Linked DNA regions of Sus scrofa: regions 2 and 3 are each linked to region 1. A link is a contact called in public Hi-C data. All regions are on one chromosome and are shown on one strand. The core of a region is the stretch at or near the end of the contact, and the rest is flanking DNA. Distances in the headings are between cores, read along the strand shown. Region 1 overlaps LOC110255481 (a long non-coding RNA gene). Region 2 overlaps LOC110255481 (a long non-coding RNA gene). Region 3 overlaps LOC110255481 (a long non-coding RNA gene).

Evidence for each region. Hi-C and Micro-C count contacts between places; a contact is called where the count stands out from the background.
Region 2: a Hi-C map of liver shows a contact between it and region 1, with 2.0 times the contacts expected there. The contact joins two enhancer-like sites. A contact is called at or near these places in 3 of 47 Hi-C or Micro-C datasets (liver and skeletal muscle) and 1 of 2 datasets of contacts at active chromatin or transcription factors (alveolar macrophages).
Region 3: a Hi-C map of liver shows a contact between it and region 1, with 4 times the contacts expected there. The contact joins two enhancer-like sites. A contact is called at or near these places in 1 of 47 Hi-C or Micro-C datasets (liver) and 1 of 2 datasets of contacts at active chromatin or transcription factors (alveolar macrophages).

The regions. Positions count from the first base shown.
Region 1 is chr9:86,587,167-86,590,893 of Sscrofa11.1, forward strand. The region is part of intron 4 of LOC110255481 (a long non-coding RNA gene); the gene reads right to left. Among named protein-coding and RNA genes, the nearest start is that of AHR, 77 kb to the left of the region's middle. Within about 2 kb of position 2,060, at least 3 of the 83 cell types and tissues checked have an H3K27ac peak or open chromatin away from gene starts, as enhancers often do. A contact at or near this core is called in liver, where this site is marked.
Region 2 is chr9:86,748,576-86,752,611 of Sscrofa11.1, forward strand. All of the region lies in intron 2 of LOC110255481 (a long non-coding RNA gene), which reads right to left. Among named protein-coding and RNA genes, the nearest start is that of AHR, 240 kb to the left of the region's middle. Within about 2 kb of position 2,061, at least 11 of the 83 cell types and tissues checked have an H3K27ac peak or open chromatin away from gene starts, as enhancers often do. A contact at or near this core is called in liver, where this site is marked.
Region 3 is chr9:86,797,059-86,800,620 of Sscrofa11.1, forward strand. The region is part of intron 1 of LOC110255481 (a long non-coding RNA gene); the gene reads right to left. Among named protein-coding and RNA genes, the nearest start is that of AHR, 290 kb to the left of the region's middle. Within about 2 kb of position 1,298, at least 12 of the 83 cell types and tissues checked have an H3K27ac peak or open chromatin away from gene starts, as enhancers often do. A contact at or near this core is called in liver, where this site is marked.

The sequences.
Region 1 (3,727 bases), core at 810-3,309:
TATTCTATGGATGGCACATTTCCAGTAATAATATCTTTCTATTCATTATAAATTAGCATACACATACCCAAGTATTTTTTTATTTTCTTTTTTTTGCTTTTTAGGGCCATACCCATGGCATATGGAAGTTCCCAGGCTAGGAGTCGAACTGGAGCTGTAGCTGCCAGCCCATACCACAGCCACGGCAAAGCCAGATCCGAGCTGCATCTGTGACCTACACCATAGCTCATGGCAACGCCAGATCCTTAACCCACTGAGCAAGGCCAGGGATCAAACCTGCATCCTCATGGATACTAGTCAGGTTCCTTACCACTGAGTAATGGTGGAAGCTCCTACACACCCATACATTTTAAACATGGGGAAAAGCATGAAGCCTTTAGGCAAATTATATACTAGTTAGGCAAGCATATTTATTTTTCCTGCCAGAGGCCAAAGGATTAATGTGAGTATGTTAACTGGCTAATGTTAAATATTAATATTAAGAAAGAATTGGTCATTAGTCACAGAAGGAATGTCAGATAAATAATTAACATTATTTGGATTAGAGCCTAATGAATCAGTCATGGACTGAAATGTTATAGTGACCTGATCTTAGATCTTAGGATTTTATTTTATATATTTATTTTTGCCATGCCCACAGGAGATATTAGAAGTTTTAAAGCACAGAAACACCTAGGAGCATTAGTCTTTTGCCCTCCAGGAAATGCAGTGAAGGATATAATGGAGTACAGCGAGTTAATAACAGAATTTTGATTTAAATTAAACAGGGAACAAGCTACACTTTACTAATATTTGATCCATTGTTTGACACCTGTGCCAGGACTCTTAGTGCCTTTCTGCAGTCACAGGTGATGAACTACCTGTGAGTGTATGAAGGCTGGGAGGGATCTCCATAACCCAGTAGCATCCTTCATCATTCATTTATTCTATTTACTACTTTATTTTGTTCATGTTTCCCAATTACTTTGACTCATTCTACTAAGTTTGGGGAACGAATAAATTTTTTTGAATCTTCTTGACTTTTTCTGAGTAATCTTTCTCAAAATAGATCTAAATCAGCAATTTTTAATGATTCTATGATTTCTCTGAAATTTCCATTATTTGAGGAACACAATATTTTATCATGCCCTCTGAAAGGGCAAACCTTTTTCACTTATAAGTATAATAAGTGCAATAACCCTTTTTAGCACTTCAAAATAACACCAAATGTTCTGTCTCTTCCATTACTGAAGATGTTAATCTGATGCCTTTTTATTTGATTTCCATGTAATCCAAGCAAACAGTACTCTTCAGTATCTGGCCCACCAAGACTGTGAGGTCTTTTGGTCTGCAAAAATCACTCTGTCTGCTTTATAAACTGCTTTAAACCACAGATTCATTTCTTCAGAGAAATTGAAAAAAAAAACTTTTTAAAACAATAGATGCATCTGAAAGAAAACTGAGAAGCTGACATGTTTAATATAAATCTTCTTACAAACCTTCAATTTTAATTAAAGTTTCTACCAAGTAAGCCCCTTATGACTCTAACTCTATCCTGTTTTTTATTAAAAGGTAAAGTCTGACAGAACTTCAGACATCAGATAAATCCTAAAAATCCCTTAGGCAGAGCCAAATGAAAGGAAAATTTCACAGAAAGTGATCCCAGCCTTCCTCCAAAATATCCATCTTTTCTTTCTTTTATATCCCCAAAGGTGTACTTGATCCAAATCCCACACATAACTTAATTTTAATTTTGTGGTACAACTGCTCATAAAAATTTAGCCCACTAGAGGTCAAAGCCTCCTCCCTCTTTCCCAAAGAATGTTTGCATTGTTAACTTTTTGTTATTTGCAAAGGAATAGTTCCTTTCTCCATAAACCTTCTGCGTCTTTAGTGAATTAACCAGCTGTGTGGTTCTAATCACATTTCTCTTTACTGCCACAGCAAACAACCAGTGTTTAGAGATTAAGTCAAACTGATTTAAATAAAAAGAAACTTAGGATAGCTCTACAGCATGATTCCAAATGTGTATTTCCCTTTGGATCATTTATTAACCTCTTATCAGAAAATAGACCAAAGACCAAAGTACTTATTTCACTGAGAAGAAATGTGATGATTCAGTAAGTTGCTCCCTACAGAATCAATAGAAAGCAGATGTCTTATTTTTCCTCCCTGGCAATCACTGCTATATATAAGCCTTTTACATAAGATCATGTTTAGCATGTTTGTATCTAAATGTGGTTTTGTGTTACTGGCAATCACATATGAAAGATAGCTGTCCCACTCTTATTTGATTTTTAACACCAAGTTAAGTGAGATTCATTTCATTTATCACAACATAGAGCCAAAATAAATTTGTCCCAATCTATGCACAGCCATCAGGTTAGTCCAGACCTAGTTTCTTCAGCAAATGTGAAACTATACCCTTATGCTTCCCTAGACTATCTTACCCAGGTTAAGTAAATTACTTCCCAATCAAAGAAAACAGCAAGAATGATCTAAACAATAGGCTATTTCCATCATATGGTTAGCAAAGCACGCCCTACTTTTTTTCTAGATTAAGACCTTATCTTTGTTACTGTAAATGATCATGTCGGGGAACTGCCACATAAATTTTGTAAAATTTGGTTATGATATTATATTTCTTTTTTTCTCATTAAAAATTCATGCCCCAAACAAAAAGACAACAAACAGAATGGGAGAAAATCTTTGCAAATGAATCAACCGACAAGGGATTAATCTTCAAAATTTATGAACACCTCCTGCAGGTCAATACCAAACAATAAACAAAAAGCCCCATCAAAAAATGGGCACAAGACCTAAACAGGCAACTCTCCAAAGAAGACATACGGGTGGCCAAAAAACACATAAAAAAGATGTTCAACATCACTAATTATTAAAGAAATGCAAATCAAAACCAGTGTGAGGTACCACATCACATGGGCCAGAATGTGGGAATGTAAATTGGTGCAACAACCATGCAAAACACTATGGAGAGTCCTCAGAAAACTAAAAATAGAATTACCATTTGATCTAGCAGTTCCACTCCTGGGCGTCTATCCAGCAGGAACCAGGACTCAAAAAGATAGATGTACTCCAGTGTTCACTGAGCACTCTATACAACAGCCAAGACAAGGAAACAACCTAAATGCCCATCGACAGAGGAGTGGATCAAGAAGAAGTGGTACATATACACAATGGAATATTACTCAGTCATTAAAAGGAAAGAAATAATGGCATTTGCACCAACATGGATGGACCTAGAGATTACCATGTTAAGTGAAGTCAGTCAGACAGTGAGATACCAACGTCAAATGCTATCTATCACTTATATGTGGAATCTGAAAAAAGGACACAATGAACTTCTTTGCAGAACAGATATTGACTCAAAGACTTTGAAAAACTTATGGTTTCCAAATGAGACAGGTTGGGGGATGGGGGGATGCGCTGGTGATTTGGGATGGAAATGCTATAAAATTGGGTTGTGATGATCATTGTACAACTATAAATGTAATAAAGTTCATTAAAAATTCATGTCAATACAGGAAAATGAAACAATCACAGGTAAGCAAATACAATAAAGTAAAAATTAATCTGTAATGCCATTAGAAAATAATAATTATTAGTTAGCATTCTGATGCCTATATTTATAGACCTTAAAGTCCATTCCCATTCTAAGGCCTGTCCTCTGCCATTTTTTTCTGCTTGAAATATTCTTCCACAGATCTCTATGTGTGTGCCTTATTGA
Region 2 (4,036 bases), core at 811-3,310, 160 kb after region 1:
CAACATAGATGGACTTACAAAATACCATGTTTTCCTTTACTTTTTTTATGGGCTTTTTGCCTCACCATCAACTCAAGGATAAGAGTCGTTTACTGTAGTGACATCTACAGGCACCTTCAGAGAAAAACATACTCAACTCTGAAATTAAAACATTCTCATTCCCCCAATCAGGAATTCCTGTGTGGGTTCAGACTGATGGCTAATGGCTTCAGCATACTACCACATAGAAGGGAGACCTTATTCCAGATTCACCTGAGTCTTAAAACACATCTATTGTCTCCAAAACTAATTTTCATCATTCATCTCCAATTGGCTTGTTTATGCCTGTTTCACTCACATAAGTTATGCATTTTATGCAATTTAAGTATATAAGGGAGACTACTGAGGTCTCATATGTATAGCCTTGCTGCCCTCATGCTTCCTGAGTGGTAGAAATGTGTGCTCCTGGCCCAAGATACTACCAGTGGAAAGGATGATCAGCTTCTTGCAGATGGCCTGACTTACAAGAGCTGGAAGACTGTAGAAGCCCACGAGGTTGGGTAACCTTGAAAGAGATTTTACCCAAGATGACATTTTACTTGCCACATCTGATTGACCCCAGTTCAAGTGAAGCTGTGGAGTGGTGGGTACAGGCAAAGAGAGCAGATGAAATGGGTTAGCCAGAGAGAACATCTCCTACAGTAAGATCCTGTGCAGTGTCCAAGATGAGGGAGGGGCAAAATGTCTACACTGAAAAGCCCACAATCCTGCCATGCCAGAGAGCACTTGAGAGCCAAGTAAGATCTTCTAACAGCACCAGCTAAGTAAATAAGACTTTTCTGCCTTTATATATTACTCCCATGTCCCATCCAACCCTGAGGCAAAGGATGGCAATTCAGGAAGATATGAAGTAAAAAACAAAAGGGGAACACGACTTCCTTTCCCAAAGTTCTGAGTCAGGACCAAGAGAAAGGGAAAACCTTTAAACTGAAAACAAGAAGTTCAATTTAGACTGTATTTTACTACCTTAAAAATGAAACTGAAAATGGATAGAAATTATCTCCTACATGTGAGTAAGAAAGGAATATTTGATAATGAAATTTTCAAATATGATAGGAGAAAAACTAAGCTCTTCCTAATTTTATACTAGAGCCCAGCCCATGGAGTTGGCTCAGTTGGGATTTTATTTCCTACTACCGTCTTTTCTTTTTCAGCTAATCAGTCAGCTGGTTTTAGGGAGGGCTCGAGTGAAAAAGAAGGATATTTTTGTCCTTGTTTCAAATTCAGGAAAATGTCATGGATATTAGAGTTATTCTAAAGCAGAATTATTTTATTTATAGATTTGAATTTGTATAACCATTTAAATTTCTCTCCCTCATAATAATACTTTATATAGAATGTTGCCTCTGTTCTATGAGAATACAAGGGCAAACTTCTCTTCCAGACTTTTATTTAGCCAGACGTAAACCAGATTTTTGATCCCCCAACTTTCCCACTCCCCAAAGTGAGGCTTTTATTTCCTGATCTGAATAAAGTTTCGTGGCATTGTCTGAAAGTGTCCCCCTTCTGTGAAAGCTAATTTATCTTTGCTGAAGGCTCTTCTGAATTCCCTACCCCTCACCCCCAGGAGGAAGTTCCCATGGCCAGAATGTGCTTTATGTCTCCAAATGGCTTTCGTAGGAGACTGTCTTGCAGACTGATTTACACTGATCAGACGTGAGGATTTTGAAACTTCACAAATATTTACCAAAAGGATTTACAGATACTTGGTATTTTTTTTAATAAACGCCTGTTGATACAACTGCCACATCAGCTGCCTAAAAGATAAAATGAATTACTCATCAGCATAAAATTAAACAAAAGACCCACTAGCAATCCTATAACCTCCTGAGAACCATAGGACAATGAAGATAAGGGTCCAAGGAAAAGGTTCTGGAATTATTTTTTCATCCCATGCAGGATGAATTATGCTGTTCAGGTAAGAGTAATGAAACAGAGGAAGAGGGGAGGAAGTGTTTTCAGGAACCAATTTACTGATAGTAAAGACCAGGAAGTAGTGATATGTGTTGCGCAAATATCCACTTCCTTGTCCCTTGTACACACAAGGTCCAATCACACCTCTGAGTCATCCACCAGCTGTCACTCTCCTGTCTCCAGCAATCTCCCACCTTCCCAGCTTCTTCCACTAGAACTCAGACAATGCTCAAGATTCAAGGACACAGGGATGGGGTGAAGAAGGATTTCTGTGTGTCCTTTTCCCTCTCTGGGCAGATCATTGCCCTTGCCATCACCACCATGGAGTGGGAAATCAGGAGCCAGCCAGTGCCCACTGGAGGTGGCAGAATATGATTTAGGACACAGCTCTGGATGATCTGAGAGGTTTAGTGTTAACAACATGAATTAAGAAAATTTGTTTACCTCTGAGCATTTCTTCCTCCAATTTTCCCACTTTGTCCTTCTCCCCAGCCCCAGCCTTCTTAAAAAGCTCTCCTGGGGGGAAAATTCAGCAACAACCATCCATCCAACTAAGCTTATCAAGAGGATCTCCTCACACATTACCATTTAAGGTTGCTAGCATGCTCTGGGAAATATGAATTCAAAGGCAAGAGCAACACTGAGCATCCTAGGAGCATAATAATTAACGGAAAAATTATGTATAGTGTTTACTAAACCAGAATTAACCAACCAAAAACAAGATTTGAAAGTAAACATATGAAATATATTTTTCTTTTGTCTTTTTAGGGCCACGCCCACTCTAAAAAGGTTCCTGGCTGGGAGTCCAGTCAGAGCTATAGCTGCCAGCCTATCCCATAGCTCACTGCAATGCTGGATCCTTAACCCCCTGAGGAAGGCATTAATCAAACCCACGTCTTCATGGATACTAGTTGAGGCCATTAACCACTGAGCCATGATGGGAACTCTAGACATATGAAATATCTTGAAAGAGACAGGGAAAATATTAAACACAAGAAATGGGGGTTTGGGGTGGGGGCAGGGGAAGTCATATAAAAAGTGGAGATGTTACTAGGGCAATAGATTTGGAAAAATAATTTAGGAAATTGATTAATTATTATGGATAGATACAGCTGCAGAACTAGAAGATTAAGTGGAGGAACTTGCCCAAAGTGGTACAGTATATTCTCCAAAGTATTGCTTAATGCATTTTAAATAACCTTCTATCCATTACAATCTAATATAATCTCCTTTTCAGAATATCATTTCTTCTCCCTATTAAAGTCATAATCTAATTGCCTTCCCCTCCATTCATATTACTAACCTAAAAACATAACATACCAGGGCCCAGTACCTGCATTCAGATGGAAGATGACTTCTCAGTTTTATTTTACATCTCATGTTGGTGGTGGATGCCTGGCTACACTTGTATAAATAAAAGTGTCAATCCTGGTGATTGTTTCCAACCCAAGATGGTTTGGCCTCTGACATTTTCACTTCCCAATAATGAAATTGCCTGTGACCAACACCTTCTATCATGCTCCACCCCCTAAAAATAGCAAATATAGCGCTAAATGGATAATTAATAAATAAATACATAAATCCATTTCACCAGGTACCTTATTATATAGAGTGAGATTTGACATGTCCAAGGAAACATTTATGCTGTATTCTACCATAAATTGCTCAAAAAACAAAACTAAGAGAATGGCTTTAAGAATTTGAAATATTTGTTCTTTTTTTTATAACAGGCCAATGAGTACATTTGAACACATTCAAATTTATATATTCATTTGATCTGGAGCAAAACACTTTGGACTGGGATTAGATCCAAATTCCATATACAGCCTCAGTACTAGTTGGGGATGCCATAACAGGCAGGCCCTCTCAACCCTACCATGCACTACTGCAAGTACTCTGAAGTGTAACAGTTTGAATTACAAAATAATTTCCCTAAGACCCCAGAATTTTAAGTTATGCCTTTAAAATTGTGACATCATATGAGACATATAACATGAATTCCCAGATCAAAAATAGGACATTAATTTCATTCACACTACAGAAGGTTACAGAGGAGTGACGGGAAGAATGAATTGGGGGTTTA
Region 3 (3,562 bases), core at 48-2,547, 210 kb after region 1:
TACACTGGTCTTGGGCATATTGCATAACTCCCTCAGCTTCAATTTTCTCATAGAACATCCATGGATGACATCTATTCACGAGGCTGTTTTGAGAATTCCATTAAGTCTTCCACAATGGCTGGCACGAGAGCTACTCAGTCAATGTTCATAAAATTTAATTCTTGGTAGAACGCCTTTCTCGAATAAAACTCTACTCAATAAGCCCCACTAAAGTGAACATAAGTACCAGAAGGGCTTTGTTGAAAGACTTTTATAAAGAAGGCAAAGGTGTGGAGGATGCTTAAGGCTAAACCTCCCTCCAGATTAATGCTTGTGATTTCTGATAAATTTTTAAGCACAATACCTACTAATAACAGCCACACATCATCTCTATAATCCTGTTTAAAAACATCTTTGATGATTATGAAGTGTTCAGATTTAAGTGTGTCCCCATTTAAGATGACAGTGAATTAAATAAACAGCAGAGCTCTGAAGGAAAGAATTAGTAACAAGTATAGGTCCAAAACTAACACTTTTTAGAAAGAAATTCAGAGCCTGAGGGGAGAGAGTGAAACCAAGGGCTTAGAACCCAGCCAGCTGTCCAGGGATCCAAAGACCACAAAGGAGAGAGTGATTAAGGGTATTAACAAATGCAGAGCAACAGGGAATATTCCAGACAGAAAAAGTACACCTTTCCTTCTGAATAGAAGAGAGGGACAGCTGGAACGGAGCCTGGTCACAAAAATCTAGCATAACTGAGAGAATACTAAAAACCTTCCTTTAGGATAAAAGGAAAGTATGTTCTTAAACACTCAGAGCTTGTATCAGTTATTCCTTGCAAAATACACTCTGAGTTCTCTAGTGAGGAGTGTGTGTTTCTTTGTGTTATAACAAGACAAAGAAGCTTATTAATACACCTATGACTTTTTTCACAGATAATTATGTACACATGGCAAAGTCAAGTGCTTTTTGCTCTCTGTCTTTACTTCCAGTTATCCTTACCTGAAGAAAACTTCTATTTGGGCACCAAGATATCCCAAAATGCAAAACAAAGGCTTTTAAACTTTAGATGGACATCAGAATCAGCTTGTAACTTTTCCAAAAAACACATACTTGATTCCCAATTCAAACCATATGAATCAGAAACTGCAAGGATGGGTGGGGTCTAGGAATGTGTCTAATATAATATGTTACATACCCAAAGATATGGATATGCACCTACAATTATAACTACCAGCCATCACCATTCAACTGATGGCAGCTCCCCAAATTGTATGCGTCATTCCCCAGGGAAGGATTAATCCACCAACGCAAACTTTCTGTCAAGATAAAGCTGAGGGCTTTCCACTGTTTCACTGAGTAACCTCTGACGAACTAGCTGGGACAATTCTAACCCATTTCAGTTTCAATTAAATAGTCTAAGTGCATCCTGAACCTTTCCAAAAATAAATATGATTTTCTCAATAATGATTTATTATAAATTAACCAAAGCTAGATTCTCGTCTTAAGGTCACTAGTGGTTTTTGTGTGTGTGTGTGTGTGTGTGTGTGTGTGTGTGTGTGTTTGCCAAAGGTCTACAGCATCTGTACTTTCTGGGAAGCCCAACCATAGCACATGACAAAAATTGACCTCTTGCTTACAGGCCATTTCTCCTACTGTTAGGATTAGTTAATCAGTAACTAGCAATTGACCATCTTTTATAACAGGGCACTCTCCAGGTATCTTGAAAGGTGCTATACCTTCAACCTAGTCTGTGGTTGGGTTTTTTTTTTCTTTTTTTCTTTGATGGGGTCAGATCAGGTTGACCCTTTTATTTTGCCACACCTGTGGCATACAAAAGTTCCCCGGCCAGGGATCAAACCCATTCCAGAGCTGTAACCAGAGCCAGAGCAGTGACAACACTGGATCCTTAACCCACTGAGCCACAAGTGAACTCCAAGTCTATGTTTTTAAAAAAATTTAGAATGCAATTTGGGGAGTCAGCCCAAGAGAAAATAAGCAAGAGGAACAAAATACAACACTTTAGGGAGTTCCCGTCGAGGCGCAGTGGTTAACGAATCCGACTAGGAACCATGAGGTTGCAAGTTCGATCCCTGGCCTCGCTCAGTGGGTTAAGGATCCAGCGTTGCCATGAGCTGTGGTGCAGGTTGCAGACGCAGCTCGGATCCCGCGTTGCTGTGGCTCTGGCCTAGGCCGGTGGCTACAGCTCCGATTCGACCCCTAGCCTGGGAACCTCCATATGCTGAGAGAGCTGCCCAAGAAATGCCAAAAAGACCACAAAAAAAAAAAAAGAAAGAAAGAAAAAAAAAATACAACACTGTGATGTCAAACAATGGGAAAATAGTTTATTTTTAAAGGTGCTACCATGTAAAGGAGGGAAGCCACTGGCTGGACTTGTTGGAGAAGAATGTGTACAAGTGGCCTGAGCTGGATCCAGCAACAACCTAAGTGAAGAAAAGCTGGGGAGAGCATTGAAACTCAATTTGCAGTTCAAGAAATATTCCCGGAGGAGGTCTGTCTAACTGATCAGTGCTGGGGTTCTCTGAAGAGTAGAAGACAATGATGACGGGCACCGGGCCTGCCTCTGAAAGGCTCACACCAACCCACACCCAAGGGCAGGTCTCGATCAATTACACAAAGAACTGTTGGGAGGAAGTGACAGGCTTCTTGGAGGCAGGGGCTTTTTACACAGACCTTACATAATATAAAGAAATTCAACAGGAAGAACTGTGAGAAAAAAAATGGTTTTCCGAAGAAAGGAAGCAGGTCATATCCGGGGAGGAGCAAGTTATCGAATGTGACAAAGCATAAAAAACCTGAAAGGTCTTAGCAGATGTTTTAAAAGTGTTTAATCATATTTCAGAGAATTCCAAGTGTCACTTGGATACATTTGTCTAATTTAATAGTCAGTGTGGAGTCATGAAAATTTATGCTCTGTGGAATTACATAATCAGAGTTGTAATTTAGAAGGAAAATTCTGGCAGCAGCTTGTAGGCTAATTGGAAACAAGGGGAGGAGGGGCAGGAAACTCAGAGGCTGGCCCAGAAGTCCAAGTGGGAAGGACTGAGGTGTGGCCCAGGCCTGGCCTCTACTACAGCTGCAAGTCCTCCCTCTACCCTGAAGATTCTGGGTGAAAAGTGTCACAGGAGTCTTCCTGGTTTAGTAAGAAAAAGAGTGTTCTCTTTTCAACAGAGTAATGAGGATAAAACTGAAGAGTGATAAATAATGATGACTGCAGCAAATTCCAGTGAAAATTACATCCTTAATGCATTTGTTAGATTATATTGCATATAGTTATACATTAATTTACATTAATTTAGACTTTATAATTTACAATTATTTTAGAATTCATTAATTTAGAATTACAATTTACAAAAAGGAAAAGAAAAAAAAAAAGGAGTTCCCATCGTGGTGCAGTGGAAACAAATCTGACTAAGAACCATGAGGTTGTAGGTTTGATCCCTGGCCTCACTCAGTGGGTTAAGGATTCAACATTGCCATGAGCTATAGCGTAGATCGCAGATGCTTGCTGTGGCTCTGGCTTAGGCTCCAGCAGCTGCAGCTCCAATTAGACCCCTAGTCT